Regions from separate parts of the Mus musculus genome. Here regions 1 and 3 are each linked to region 2. The links are chromatin contacts, called in public HiChIP or PLAC-seq maps. All regions are on one chromosome and are shown on one strand. Each heading gives the region's core, a stretch centred on a gene start, on an enhancer-like site or on the middle of the called end of the contact. The rest is flanking DNA. Distances are from core to core; before and after follow the strand shown. Region 1 overlaps Frmd4b (FERM domain containing 4B). Region 2 overlaps Frmd4b (FERM domain containing 4B). Region 3 has its middle 13 kb from the start of Gm52868.

What was found. HiChIP or PLAC-seq counts read pairs in DNA pulled down with a chosen protein or histone mark.
Region 1: an H3K27ac HiChIP or PLAC-seq map of microglia shows a contact between it and region 2, with 7 times the contacts expected there. The contact joins two enhancer-like sites. A contact is called at or near these places in 2 of 115 datasets of contacts at active chromatin or transcription factors (memory CD8 T cells and microglia) and 2 of 9 other capture datasets (adipose tissue and liver).
Region 3: an H3K4me3 HiChIP or PLAC-seq map of bone marrow-derived macrophages shows a contact between it and region 2, with 3 times the contacts expected there. The contact joins two enhancer-like sites. A contact is called at or near these places in 3 of 115 datasets of contacts at active chromatin or transcription factors (bone marrow-derived macrophages, memory CD8 T cells and microglia) and 2 of 9 other capture datasets (adipose tissue and embryonic stem cells).

Annotation. Positions count from the first base shown.
Region 1 is chr6:97,319,625-97,322,664 of GRCm38.p6, reverse strand. The region is part of intron 11 of Frmd4b (FERM domain containing 4B); the gene reads left to right. Among named protein-coding and RNA genes, the nearest start is that of Gm32191, 68 kb to the right of the region's middle. Within about 2 kb of position 1,299, at least 61 of the 459 cell types and tissues checked have an H3K27ac peak or open chromatin away from gene starts, as enhancers often do. A contact at or near this core is called in memory CD8 T cells and microglia, where this site is marked.
Region 2 is chr6:97,462,819-97,465,684 of GRCm38.p6, reverse strand. The region is part of intron 1 of Frmd4b (FERM domain containing 4B); the gene reads left to right. Among named protein-coding and RNA genes, the nearest start is that of Frmd4b, 24 kb to the left of the region's middle. Within about 2 kb of position 1,339, at least 108 of the 459 cell types and tissues checked have an H3K27ac peak or open chromatin away from gene starts, as enhancers often do. A contact at or near this core is called in bone marrow-derived macrophages, memory CD8 T cells and microglia, where this site is marked.
Region 3 is chr6:97,233,656-97,236,550 of GRCm38.p6, reverse strand. No RefSeq gene overlaps it. Among named protein-coding and RNA genes, the nearest start is that of Gm52868, 13 kb to the right of the region's middle. Within about 2 kb of position 1,515, at least 18 of the 459 cell types and tissues checked have an H3K27ac peak or open chromatin away from gene starts, as enhancers often do. A contact at or near this core is called in bone marrow-derived macrophages, where this site is marked.

The DNA of each region.
Region 1 (3,040 bases), core at 50-2,549, 140 kb after region 2:
TATCACAACCCAGCATCACGGTTGAAAATAACTCTTACACATCCACCTGTCTTCTGCTGCGTTCTTCCTAAAGCAACCCTGGAAACTAACCTTGCTCTGTGTCTTCTGAGACTCCTTCTACCATCGAGCAATGCTCACAATCGTCCTTACGTTATGGAAGCCAAGGACCTTTCTTGTCCCCACTCCACGGTTGTGTCATTAACACGGATAATAGGAAAGGCTGCGTTGGGCAGAGCATGGCCTCCCTTCCCCTGCTCATCCCGCTCTGCTGGGTGAGACTAGTCGGGCTTTGGGGCTGCTTTGTTAGAGAAGCGTTAACAAAAGCCACAAGGCAGCCTCCAACCACCACATCCTCCTGTGTTTGTCATCAGCTGGCTGGCAGGCTCTTGTCAGCCCTGTGAACAACACTGGAGTAAGGAATGCTGCCGATCAGATCCGGGGCCTTGCAAAAGCCAGGCAAGCGCTGCTTCCCCAACCCTCTTGCCACCTTTTAAGCTTCCGCAAGTTCCATTATATGGAAACACATAATCTTTGTAACAGATTCTCTCTCACGATCCTCCCGGCCACCCTCCACCCAATTCCGAGATTACGGGTGCGAGTCAACACACCTAGCTACCAATTGTCTTTTGAAGGCCATTACAGCTTCCACTGTGGGTGGGGCAGTGGGCTTGGGGTACTGGGAATAATAAAGAGTCCTAGCCAAGCCACTGCCAGTCATGGTTTCTTAAGGCATAGCTCACCCATAGTACTATGTTTCTGCCCACTAGTCTGTCCTGAATTTTTACCTTTTTAGTAAAGAACACGCAAGAGTCTTGTTAGGTTTTACTCAACTTGTGTGCAAAATAGACCTTAGGCCAACTCACAAGTCAACCTATAATCACCTAGTACGGCCTGAGAAGTCCCAAAATTCTCACAACATTGGAAGTGTTTCTTTAAAGAGAGAGAGAGAAAGAGAAAGAGAGAGAGAGGGGAGAGAGAGAGGGAAAGAGAAAGAGAGAGAGAGAGAATGAATCTCAGCCTTCTTTCCACTCTCAGAGTTCTTTCTCCCCTCTCCTTAATAAATGTGGGTTTGCAGTGCATAAGAAACAAAAACAAGCCATCAGATTTTTTTCCCCCCACGTAATGGTGCGTCAGATTCTCACAGCAATGCTGAACTTCATTTCCTCGATAGTGCTCCTGATTCGCAAAAGCCTTCCCTCACATTCACAGCTCTGTATCCACTGCCTCAGGCCGATCACAATCAGGCTGGCTTCTTCCGTCCAGAGTCTAGACTAGGCCCAGCAGCCACGTCCTGTTATCAGGCTGCAGCTTTCCTCTTCCGTTTTCAACACTGGCTTCTCACTTCTGACAGGATGTTAGCTCTCTCCTTGTGGTGTCTCTTGCTTGCCCTCCTCTCCTCCGTCATTCCAGGGGTCCACTCTAGGCTGTGGTTTGCACCCTGCTTTCGTTTGTTGAAATCTGATGGTGGATCTTGCTTTCTGTAACCTGTTGATTTGAGCCGGGGACAGGAGTGTGTTCTGCAAGGCCCTTTCCCGGCCAGCTTGCACACGCTAAAAGGATGCATAGTTTAAAGGGTTGTGAGCACCCACACAAAAGAAGGCTCATGCTTCAGCATCTGGGCAGGCAGCAAGTTCTCCAATGCCCAGGAAAGAATCGAGGTCATGCTGACAAATTAATGGCCGTGTGCCTACCTTGTTGATGGAAAAGCAAACCAGGAGAGAGACGGACCAAGAATCAGAGACTTGTGCCAAAAGGCTGGTTTTAAAAGGGGTTGTTTAAGGCCTGTTGGTAAAGGCCTGCTAGCCCTTTTAGATAATGTCTGTTAATTATTGCCTCTAGATGTTGGGGCCATGTTTGACTTACTACCAGGGCACTAGCAAGCATTCTTCATTTATTCTAGCTTTAAGTTTTTGTCACTCTTGGGGTTGGGCAGGGGTCCAAGTGGTTTTCCATCAGTGAAGCACCATGACGCAGCCCAAGAGTTGAGGGGCCATCCTCCATCCTGGCCCTGATGTCTATTGTCTCTGTGATCTTGGTTCTGTGTATGGAGTTGTGTGTGAGAGGCAGGCAGATTTCTGAGTTCGAGGCCAGCCTGGTCTACAGAGTGAGTTCCAGGACAGCCAGGGCTATACAGAGAAACCCTGTCTCGAAAATTCGAAAAAAAAAAGGAGTTGTGTGTGTTTGTACAGATATCTGTGAGTATTTTTGCCATGCGGAGTCTCCAACCACAGAGACTCCAGCAGGCTTAGCAAGCACTCTCCCACTGAGCTATATCCCTAGTGCTTATTTGCCTTGCGTTCCTCGGTACAGTTTTCATCTCTTTAAAGGTGTCTTCCTCATCTTGCACAACTGTAATCCCACTAGCTGAAGGGGAGGGTGTGAGAACTGAATGAGATTATATTCTGGCCCCGTGCCTGATAAACAGCTATCACCAGATAAAGAAAAATCATTCCTCGGGAGGGAGGGAGGTAAACAATTAAAGAGAGCATGTGAAATATTTTTATACCGACAGGGAAGGGTATTGAAAGCAATCCTGGGATACTAGAAGTTCCTGTTTTCAGTCCCTATTCCCTACTGGTAAACCCTTTTTTCCCTGTGTGTTACCCATAATACATGAAGATGTGCTTGCTATTTATGAGAAGAAAAATCATTAATGACTTTATGACAGGTTCTCACATACCCCCAGACCGGTCTTGAACTTGCTATATAGGCAAGAAATCTTGAATTTTTGATTCTTCAGCCTTCAACTGGGGTTACAAGTGTGCATGACTGGGCCCTGTTTATATGAGGCTGAGGCTCAACCCCAAGGCTTTATGCACACAAGGCAAGTATCCTACCAACTGAGCCAGCCCCTCTTCTTAGGTTTTTATGGCTTGTATAGTACTTTTTAAAAAGATTTATTTATTTATTTATTTATTTATTTATTTATTTATTTATTTATTTATCAGATCCAGTTACACGTGGTTGGGAGCCACCATGTGGTTGCTTGGAATTGAACTCATGACCTTGAAGAGCAGCCAGTGCTCTTCCCCTGAGCCAT
Region 2 (2,866 bases), core at 90-2,589:
AGTAGATGCCTTAGAAACACAGTCAGCAAGCTGGGTGGTCTGAGAATTGATGGGCTAAACAGCTCCACATCTTCAGTAAATAAATAACAATGGGGGTACCTATAGATTACCTAAAATCTAAGAGAAATGTGGGCCTGTGTCAAACTATGGTTTCTGTTTTTGGATATTATGTCCAACAAAGTGGGTTTGGGGAGGAGTGAGGCCACCCATGGTAGTATACACCCTTAATCCCAGCACATTCTGTAGGCAAAGACAGACAGATCTCTGTGAGGTCAAAGCCAGTGTTTCTACATAGATAGTTCCAGAATAGCTAGGGCTTATATAGAGAGATAGAGAGACCCTGACTCAGACAGAGAAGAAGAGGGAGACGGAGATGTAAGGCGAGAAGGAGAGGGAAAGAATTGGAAACAGATGCAGTCAAATACATTTATAATCCTAGTACTCCAGAGGCTGGGGCAGGGTAGTCATGAGTTTGAGGCCAAGTTGTACTACATAGTGAGACCTTGACCCAAAAATAAGCAAATAAGGAACATTATCAATCAATTGGAAATCTGAACTCTTAACAGATATGTGAAGATAGTGAGATTTTTTTTCTTTTAGTTATCTGGGTTTATATTTAAAAACAATGTCATGATCTTTTATATTGAAATCTTTACAGACAAAATTACCCAGAGTTGTAGATTTGGTTTACAATGACCCAGAGGACAGAAAGGAGGGAATAATAAAGAGAGTGGCTCTTAACCTTTCTAATGCTGTGACCCTTTAACACAGTTTCTCATGTTGTGGTGACCCCCGCCCCCGCCATAGAATTATTTCATTGCTACTTCATAACTGTAATTTTGCCCTATGAAGCGTACTGTAAGCATCTGATAGGCAGGATATCTGCTATATGACCCTGCGGGGGTCGAGAGCCACAGATTTGAGAACTACTGATTTAGATGTCTCAAGAGTGGCCAGATTAAAAGGTGTGTGCAGAAACGGATACAGTGAGTGATGCCAGTTCAGCCACTGTGTGTACCCTAAATAAAGTCTTCCTTCGTTAAAAAAAAATCATTTTAGATAGGAGTAACTCTAACTTAAGGCTAGCCTGGCTATATAGAGAAGACCCCTGTGTCAGAAGTAGAGGAGGAAGAGGAGGAGGAGAGGGGAGAGGAGGAGGGGTAGGAGAAAGAGGAGGGGATAGTTTTTTTTTTTCAAAGCACTGCAAATGGGCAGAGAAAGGGGAAACCGAAACAGAACAAAAAAAATCAGATTCTGCAGAAAGCCAGGAAGGAAGTGAGATTGAAGGCTGCGTGGAAGGTCATGCCACTTTCTTCGCATTGTCTGTGCAACCTCTGTGAAAGTCCCTGCTTGGGAATCCGGACCCTGGGTGCAGAGTCCGTTTTCTTACCCCCAGCTGGGAGGCTCCTAGCACTGAGTGCTCTGGGTCTCTGTCCCTGTGTGTGAAGTGGACTTCAAACACGGTGTTCAAAGGCCTCTTTGTCTTTATTTTTCCAAACATGAGGAAGTTATTAGATTTTACAGTTTGTGTCCAGTGCCGCACGTGCCTTTGGCCTCTTGCTGTAAGACAGTCCTGAGAAGCCCGGATGCCTGCCGCTCTCCCCCAAGCTTTTCACCTCGGCTTTTCCATTTGTGGTTAAGAAAGCAAGAACCCGCCCTGTGCAAGAAAGTTCCCTCTTTTTCTGCCTGGAGGAGAACATGAGTAACAGATTTTTCCATCGGAGCTGTTTTTCCTGGACACGGCGTACTGTCCAGTCCAACGGTTGTAGCATGTGATCGCAGGGAGACCTTAAATAAACTTTCAGTGTTATCAGCCCCAGTTTTAGGAACTTATGAATTCATTTTCTGTAGTTGGTGATTTTCCTTTTTAAACAGAAGTTCTTTTTCATTCAGTAGCTGCTGAGAGCTTCCCAGGTGCCATACTGCGTAGCCCTGAGCATAGTAGACACGCTTTATGCTCAGCCCACGTCCCTGCAAGCAGCTGCCTTGGGCAGGGTCCTTGGCCCTCATTTTTATCATGACTTGTGGTCATAGTCCTTGCCTCTCCTGCTCAGCACAATGCCAGGCAGAGAGTCCCTATGCAAAAGGAAAACACACAACTCCTTATTCAACAAGAGTCAAGCATGGCAGGACCTGTAACTCCCATATTTGGGAGGCAGAGGGAGGGAGGGTCACGTGTTCAAGACAAGACGTTTGAGACTCTGTCTCAAAAATACAAGGGCTGGAGATGTACTTGACAAGTAGAACATTTGCCCAGCCAACACACAGCCCTTAGTTTGAGCCCAATCAACACAAAATAATAACAATAGTATTAAGAAGTGTAATGGAAAAAAAAGAAGAAGAAGAAGAAGAAGTATAATGGCTGGGTGGTAGTGGAGCATGCCTTTGATTCCAGCACTTAGGAAGCAGAGACAGTCAGATCTCTAAGTTCAAGTTCAGCCTGGTCTACAGAGTGAAGTCCAGGATAGCCAGAGCTACACAGAGAAACTATCTCAAAGGGGGGAAAAGAGCCGTGGTAAAGAAGAAACACATCAAGCATGAGGTCCTAATGAGTCTGGGATCCTGTGCAACCACAATGCTAATCTGAACACCCATAATACCAGCTCTGGTGCCTGGCACCTTGTGAAGAACCAATGTCATAGTCCTTGTCATGAACGAAAACTTAAGAAATGAGCACTCCACGTGGTTGTCGATTGCCATCAATGAAGAACAGAAGACAGTATGTATGGAAGAGATGCTTGTCCCAGACAGTCAGGTTTCAGATCCGGTGGCTGCTTCTCTCCTCCAGGGCCACAAAGTCCAATCAGTTGAGGCTTGGACCATGATGTTTTCCAAGCTGATTTCTGATTTCCCTACAGCACCCCTG
Region 3 (2,895 bases), core at 266-2,765, 230 kb after region 2:
CAGAGCACCCACCTGTTGGCTTAATATAGGCATTCAGTTAGATGCTTACCAGGATGGAAACCTGCCCCCCCACCCCCAGCTTGCTCCCATTTTCCTATAAAACCTTGTCTCAATGAGAGTTCAGGGCTGCTTTACATTGAAGTCGGCTCTTTCGTGGTCTTTTGGGGTTCATAAAATCTTCCTGGCACAACACTCCAACTATAAAATTAGTTTTATTGCTATTTTATAACTGTAATTTTGCTACTGCTGTGAATTGTAAAGTTAAACCTGTGTTTTTGGATGGTCTTGGGCCACCCCTGTGAAAGGCGTCAAGACCCACAGATTGAGAACCGCTGCTCTAGTGGAACAAACTAGAAACAGTTCATCGTAGGAAGAACAAATTATGAAAAAATTCTGGACTTTCTGGTTTGGTTTGGTTTTGGTTTTAAAGATAGAGAATACAAAAGTGGACACATTTATGTAGTTTTCAGCTAAGCAATTTTTAAAAAAATAGCCATCAGATAATAGCTTTGTTATCCCCTTCAAAAGTGTTATTTTTAGCTGTGTGTGTAAGAGCATGCACATGCATGTCATAGATAGGTTATGGTCAGAGGACCCCTCAGTGGAATCAGCTTTCCCCTTCCCCCGTTATATGGATTCCAGAAATCAAATCAAGGTCAAGGGAGACACACAGAGAGAAAGCAGTTCCCACTGTGCTCTTTGTTTATCTACGGTTTTAATTTGTTTTAAGAGGTAGGTAGTATTAGGGTCAGTGAGATGGCTCAACAGGTAAGCATGCTTGCTGCCAAGGGCTAACAACCAGAACGCACACAGTAGGAGAGAAGTGATTACCATACATTGTATTCTGACCTTCACATGAACAAAATAAATAAATGTAAATTTAAAAAATATGGTATTTATACACCATGGGTTTTTTTTTCCTGTTATTTTCTGTGATTGATGGTGTTCATTATCAACTTGACAGAATCTGAAATCACCTGGGAGACAGACCTCTGAGCATACCAGCTGAGAATTACCTTGATTACATTAAAGTGGGAAGATCCGCCCACTGTGGGTGGCACCATTCCCTAGATGAAAGTGGAGCTGGACGACAGCATGCACTCATCACTTCCTGCCTCTGACTGTGGGTGTAGTAAGTCTAGCAACTTTAGGCTCCTATTGCGTTTACTTTCCCACGGTGATAGACTGTACCTTCCTTGACCTGTAAGCTAGCATAAACCTTTTCTCTCTTAAGTTACTTTCATGGTGCAGGAATCTTTGTGGAATAAGCACCCTGACACCAATGAGAGTGGAAGAGAGGAGATGTCACTGGTAGACTGAAGCCAGGACATCTTGTGAAACGCCTCAGTCCTGGGTCCAGTTTGTATTCTCGTTTTAGACTCTGAAACAGCAACCCTGATTTTAGGAACTACATTAAAGGGTCACAACATTAGGAAGGGTGTGAACCACAGCTTTGAAACCACAAGGATGTACAGGGCAAACAAGCAAGATTTTACAGAAGTGCCAGTCAGCAGGTTGGTATGGACAATGCTCCCTTGTTTCAACTGTCTCTCCAGGTCATTCTGTTCCAGGCAGCAATGTAAGTAAATCACTAAACAGATCAATAAATCAGTGCCTAACAATTGGTCCTTTCTACCGTAGCCTCTTTCATTAGGCGGAGTATTTTATCACAGCACCAGGAAGGGAAACTAAGAAGTCATCTTTCTGGGCTTGATTACTGGCTGTTGGAAATTGCACTGAATACCTTTTTAAATTTCAAGCTATCGCTTCCTACAAATTCATGACAATTGTGTCAGAATATATGACATTAAAATGGATGGGGTTTGGTGCTGGGCACTCGCCTTTAATCCCAGCACTCCCACAGCAGAGGCAGGTGAATCTTGTAGACTCACCCTGGTCTACAAGGTGAGTTTCAGGACAGCCAGAGCTGTTACACAGAGAAAACATCTTGAACCCCCCTCCAAAAAAACAAATACAAAAACCCAAAGACCAAAACCCCAAAACAAAAAGTGTGTGTGTGGGGGTGTCTTAGTTAAGGATTTACTGCAGTGAAGAGACACCATGACAAAGGCAACTCTTATAAGGATGGCTTTTAATGGGGGCTGGCTTACAGGTTCAGAGGACCAGTTCATCATCATCAAAGTGGGAACAGGGCAGCATCCAGGCAGGCGTGGTACAGGATAGGTGAGAGTTCTACATCTTCATCTGAAGGCTGATAGCAGAATATTGTCTCCCAGGCAGCTAGCGTGAGGGTCTTAAAGCCCATGCCCACAGTGACACATCTATTCCAACAAGGCCACACTTTCTAACTGTGCCACTCCCTGGGCCGAGCACATACAAACCATCACAGGGTTTAAATGCATATAAACCCATAGCAAGTTTAAAAGATTCTGCCAAACTTCAGTTGTTTTTCTAGCTTCAAATAAACACCTATAATGGGTTTTATTAAACAGCTTTCAAAATACAAGGTAGAAGTATTAAGTTTTTTTTCAGTTTTTTTCCAGGATATTGCCAAGTTTTTGATATTTAGCACAGATATACATTGAATAAAGTCTCACTAAAATGCTTCCAATTTTATTCTTCCTACTTGGGTAATGCTACAGATTCTAAACCCTATCTGAAGCTCTGGGCTCAAGATAAGGCTTCATGTCGACTGAGAGGCTAAACCACAAGACATCAGAGCTGCCAGGGTGGTCATGGGCTATTTAGGACACACAGAAGGGCTTTGGAAAAGGCCCCACCAGTTATCCTTTCAATGTTAGGAAAACCTAAGTGTTTTCTATTTCACCTGTGAAATCACCCAACTGGCAAACACCCACATGTCATCTATTTCTTAATATATGAGCCATAAAGGGGTAACTGTAGTGCAATGCAAAGGCTCACGCCATCCTAACT